Linked DNA regions of Zea mays: region 2 is linked to region 1. Evidence: chromatin contacts called from public Hi-C data. All regions are on one chromosome and are shown on one strand. Each heading gives the region's core, a stretch centred on a gene start, on an enhancer-like site or on the middle of the called end of the contact. The rest is flanking DNA. Distances are from core to core; before and after follow the strand shown.

What was found. Hi-C and Micro-C count contacts between places; a contact is called where the count stands out from the background.
Region 2: a contact with region 1 is called in a Hi-C map of tassel, with 2.9 times the contacts expected there. The contact joins the promoter of LOC100284990 here to the promoter of LOC103629384 in region 1. A contact is called at or near these places in 8 of 25 Hi-C or Micro-C datasets (bundle sheath, ear, leaf and 1 more).

Annotation. Positions count from the first base shown.
Region 1 is chr6:67,856,225-67,859,090 of Zm-B73-REFERENCE-NAM-5.0, forward strand. LOC103629384 (ruBisCO large subunit-binding protein subunit beta, chloroplastic) reads right to left here and starts at 1,505. Exons shown (of 14, transcript XM_020539251.2): 1 at 1,236-1,505; 2 at 608-762; 3 at 391-516. The coding sequence starts at 760. It overlaps TRNAD-GUC (transfer RNA aspartic acid (anticodon GUC)), which reads right to left and starts at 1,764; the gene lies at 1,693-1,764.
Region 2 is chr6:68,155,565-68,158,422 of Zm-B73-REFERENCE-NAM-5.0, forward strand. It overlaps LOC100284990 (ATOZI1), which reads left to right and starts at 1,319. Exons shown (of 3, transcript NM_001157885.1): 1 at 1,319-1,538; 2 at 2,508-2,621; 3 at 2,715-2,858. The coding sequence starts at 2,528. The coding sequence ends at 2,857.

The DNA.
Region 1 (2,866 bases), core at 255-2,754:
AGGTGTACAACACCTTCCGTCCTTCCCACATCAATTTTAGTATTTGTCATCAAGCAGATTGTTGCACGACCTCGAAGAGATGATTGCCAGAAAATCAAAGAGACGCCACAAAAGAATGAGAATACAGATTTATCTGTGATGTATATGTATTTAGATACAAGATGGATAAGCGGGGGCCCTACGGACCTTGGGGGCCCTGAGCGGTCGCATACCCTGCACACCCTCAGGGCCGGCCCTGACCTTCTAAAGTATATGCATTACATGGGTTATAAGAATATGACCTGTAAAACATGTATGACAAGAATTGGAGAAAAAAATATATACAACGTTATGTAATTTACGAGCTAGCAATCAAATTCTAAGTACAACCATGGTAACATTGCACTGTACCTCTCTGGCAACTGTAACACCATCGTTAACAATTTTAGGAGAACCATACTTGCTCTCCAAAACAACATTCCTTCCCTTTGGTCCGAGTGTAACTCCGACTAGGTCTGCAAGCTTATTGACTCCAGTCTGAAATGTAGGGGAGAAAAAACAATTAGCGCCTGGTTAAGGGTCAACAGCAAATCGGTATATCATAATAAATAAAAACTGTGGAGCTCACCTGGAGCTTCTTGATAGCTGAGCCATCCTTGTTGAAGTACAGCTCCTTAGCTGCTCTTACTCTGAAGTTCACCCTCCTCTGAAGGCGCACATTCTTCCCTGTTGGAGCAGCCATAAGGCCGACAGTAGAAGTGGCACCGAATGTCGAAGCCATACCTGTGCAGCAGGAGCCACATTAGCACGAGAAAGCAATCGAAGCAAGCATGTAATTATGTAACCCGTAATCTGACCACCCATCGAGCAGGAACTAACTAACAGGAGCACATTTTGACCCAGTAATGGGACACAACATCCTTCGCCTTCGCTGCATCTCTAAGTCTAAACATCATGTTCTAACTACAGTGGCACGCCAGCCACACGAGTACAGACCCCGCGAGATTCACGAGCTCCAACTGTCCGCAGCATTTTGGGTGAAGCTAGCGCTAGACAATAACTCCCCATCCCATCCCGTACCAGATCCACTCGCCACCAATCTGTGTCTTTCTACGAGAACGAACCCGAGCCAACCTCGCGCCGAAACCCATGACCCACCGGACTGGAGCTGCGCGGCGCGGGCATCCAGTTCCAGTTCCACCTAATCCTCAGAGCGCGAATTAGGGTGGTAGGGAAGGAGCGGGATGGGGACTCACCTTACCGCGCTTGCGGGTTGGAGCCGGAGACGGGGAGGAGGATAAGGCTGGCGGACTCGCAGCTGCGTCTCTTGTGTGAGGGCTGAGGGGTCGTGGCGGGGGGAGGGGAAGGGATGAGGTGTAATGTGTATACATACACGCGCCAGGGTTTAGCAGGGGGTGCTGCACATTCGTCCTTTACCTTGTGCGTATTTGCTGCAGAGTCCAAGTCAATCGCGAGCGCTAGCGGGCAGCCTCGACCATTGTCTCGAAGCGAATCAAAAGAGCACCAACCAAAGGGGTGTGCTTTTTTTCCCTTATTTATTTTCTGTCAGAGGCCTAGCTACGATCGGGAAGAGCATGCCTCGTAATTTGTTATAAATGGGCCGAGGTAGGGCCTGCTCAATAAAGCTTGGGCTAAGCTGTAAAGTTTGGAAAATAACAAAATTAATTAAAAATAAAACTAAAAACTAAAAAACGCCGTTGCCGGGGATCGAACCCGGGTCACCCGCGTGACAGGCGGGAATACTCACCACTATACTACAACGACTTCGATGCTACTATCCTCTGAGGTTGGATAAATTACCATATTCCCAATCTCTAATCTGAATGAGACGACGAGACACACTTGTAGCCAACCGAAGCTATCTTTCTCTTTCGCGCTGAAGGGTGCAGGCGAGCAGCCAACCCTCGTCCGATCCCACACACCGGCGTCTCGTTCGTCGTTCCTTATCCAGGATTCCAAGCCGAGACCACCATGAGTCCACGACGGGGCTCACACTGTGCACGCTCTACGAGACTACGACCATCCATGGCGCCTTATCCAGTATTACCGCAGCAGCAGGTGCAGGTCCGCACGCCAGCGAAGGGACCCAGTACCGGCTCATCATCACGGGCATGGACCACCTCCGATCCCTTCCGCCGTCGCCGCCGCGTCCCCGTCCGCCCCTCCTCGCTGTTCCCGGTTGCGCTAGATCCTCGAGCTCTCTCTTTGCGTGTTTGTCTCCGGCGGTTCCCCTAGTGTTTTGTGCCTTCCGAGGTTCTTTGCTCCTGGTTTTCGTCGCCATGATTAGTATTTTGAGTTTGCTAGTTCTGCCCGTCGTTCTTAGACTGGAGATCTGTCTTCGTCTTCCTCGGTAAGCAGTCTTTATTGTTTGTTTTCTCTCGAGGGTTGGTGTTGGTTGGTTCTGGTTTGGTTGGTTCTTCGCGGGCAGGTGTCTGGTGCGGAGGTGGGGGTGCGGCTGGTTTGTGGTCCCTTCTCTGTCATGGGCAACCTCTCCTCGGGAGCCGTGGCCCATGGTTCTTTTGCTCCATACTCGACGATTTTATGCCAGGAATCCGGCCTCCAGCACCCAACTTCGTCCACTCCTCTAGATCTGGAGGGTGAAGCGGTACAGATCTCCAATGTAAAACCTATGCAAATAATCAATTCACAATGTACAAACTAGATTTTGTCTAAGTGTTGCTATCTCTACCGCAAAAGTTAAGCTTCAATCTAAACAATCTAACTAGAAAGATAAGATTGGAAGTTAAATGCTAAATATAAATGCGGAAGCTAAAGAGAAGGTAGATATGCAATTCCCGTGTATGACGCATGTATTTTTACCGAGGTATCCGAAACCGCACAAGTTATCGACTAATTATCGTTGGTG
Region 2 (2,858 bases), core at 69-2,568, 300 kb after region 1:
TTCTCCAATAGTTGTCTAAATATAGGTTGTAATTTTGTTTTGTATTTATCCACATAAAAAATAAGTCACAAAAACTATATAATGCAGTCAACATTTTTGTTTAGGGAGTTGTTAAATGGTTGCCAAATGTAGAGAGAAAATGAGGTTAGATGACAAGTTGTTAAATTTAGAAAGTTCATTTAGAGAACTGTTGGAGAATAGTTTTCATATTAACTACCTAAATTATTGATTTAGGAAGTCTTTTAGAGAATTATTGGAGTTGCTCTAAATATGCTACATCCACTAAAAATTAAGACCTATAAAAAATGGAGCCAAAAAATACACACTAATCATGGCTTGCTGCATGCTGCTACTTCACCATGGGCACATGCACGACCACAGGTTGCTGGTGCTAGCAGCTGGCTGCTTCAGTACTGCTAATTTAAATCTATTGGATGTGATAATTATGAGTTGAGATACTATATGAACGTGTAGCCAAATATAGTCATTCTCGTGTTGCACTAGTGCTTAAATGGAAACTAAAATATCTTATGCATTTATTATAACACTGACCGAATATTATTTAGTCTACAATAACATATCCAATAGATACTCGATACCCGGTGGATACCCGATGGGCATGGGTACGGGTACAGTTTTTCACCCGATTGACTTGATGTGTATGGATATTTGTAGAAGTCTCGGGTACAATTTCGGGTTAGGTATTATTATACCCGAACAAAATCCGACCCGCTGCCATCTCTACTATTGTTGGAGAGGTTGCGGAGGCTACCATTCGCTATATTTACCGGACAGAACTCTTTACAGAATGTTCACTAAACCAAATCATATACAGAGGTTTGACCTCTTTTTGTTTCAAAGGAAAGCTGAAACAAACAATGTTCGTTAAACCAAATCACGAAAAAAAACTCGTGATCTTTTGTCAAAGAAAACAAAACAAAGATGCGTGTAGGCAGATTTTGTACTGTGCGCCTTGCTCCTCAAAAATAAATAAATGCGTTCTAGCTGACGTCAGCGACTTAGGCATCCCGCGGAGACGCGGACTGGGACCTCACGAAAGCTTTTCTGCCGGCGTAGTCAGCTTGGGCTGGACCTTAACCTGGACCTCACGAGAACCCGCGGCTCCCGCCATGGCCGGCTCGGATCCTCTCGCGCATCCAGGTCACCTGCCTCCACGCCTGCCCGGCAGCCGCGTCCTCCACGCGTGCTCCAAGTCAAAATAGGTGATGGAGAGCATTCTTCCAGTAATTCATTTGGGCCTTAAAATAGCCTGTCGTTTTGGGCCACAAGGCTGGAAGCAATCCCTTACTAAGGGCCCACGTTGGCCCGCCCGGCCCGGAGGCCTGGTGCACGGCCACGGCGACCCCAGTCAGTGTGAGATCCGAAAGACCGGCCGCCGCCGCCCACCGGGTCATCGCCATTCGCCACAAAGCCATTTGAACCCCCCACGTCTCCTCGCCTCGTTCCCCATTTGCTGCGTCTCCTTGCCCGCGCCGCCGCTCGCCGTTTGCCCCTCGTCTCCGCACCGCGCGCTGTTGGTAATTCCTCCGCCCCCTGCTCCCATTGGTTTCCGCCGGTTCGCTCCCCTCACCAGGCATCGGGGGTCTTCTCTGATCTAATCTCTGGTAGCTGCGGACGACGACTCATGTGTCGGGTATTGCCCTCTTGGGGCCGTGGGAATCAGACGACTAGATCTGTGCGGATCCGACCGATTGGGGCGCGGCGCGGGCATCCGGAACTTCACCTCGCGTGCTTACGCTGACGGCGGCGGCCCTCTGTATTTTACTGGGTTGGAGATCCGTCCATCCCAACTTGAGTCGATTTATGTCTGATTTCTTTTGTTGCTCGTGTAGGCGAACGGACGGAAATTTGGGTGGGGAGAAATTTTCGCTTTTTAATGGTCTTAGCTATATAGATATGGATGTTTGTCGTGGTTTGAATTGCACCGTACACATTACACATGACACTGTCACTGTAATTCTGGTGAGAGAGATTCGTATTGACGCATGTTTTTGAAGAAAGATTGTGGATGTAATGTTAATGTGGGATGGAGGTCACTTCAAGTATGGCGAGATTCATATTAACACTGTCACTTTTAAGCCCAGTGACTTTCTTATTTACACTTTCATTGAAGCTTTTATGTTAATCATTCATGGTTTGAAATGTTCCCATGCATATGCCGCTGTTACTGTAAGACTAATAGTAACACTTGTTTCATGAAGATGGATACTGGATATAATATACTGGTAACATAACCTGCTACGGATTCGGGGTTCACTCGTTTGTTGCTGGAAAAAAACTGTTTGTCTTTCTGCTAACAATGAAATGTTATAGCTTCCCCGGGCTTTTGTGTTGGCGATTTATCTGTTGCTAGGCTATATGTTCTGTTTATTTGTGTTATTTGTGAGGAACAGTCTATAGGTTTGCCTTGTCTACAATGCATCTGCATATGTTAGTCATTTATTCATGATTCCATTATTTATCAGACCTGATAGTCTGTACTTCAGTCCATCCTTGTGCAGCAAAAATGACGGCTGGCTACATTGTTGGCTCACTGGTCGGATCCTTTGCCATTGCATACCTGTGTGACACATTTATCTCTGACAAGAAGGCATTTGGAGGTTAGTGTCATCCTCAATAGATTTATGTTTGATATCTGTGCTTCAACCCTGTAGATTTGGATTTGATCTGGATCAGCCTTTGCGGGCACATAGGTAGCACCCCCAAGACTGTTTCTGAGAAGGAGTGGTGGCAAGCCACAGACACCAAGTTCCAGGCCTGGCCTCGCACTGCTGGGCCACCGGTTGTCATGAACCCCATCAGCCGCCAGAACTTCATCGTCAAGTCCACTGAGTAGG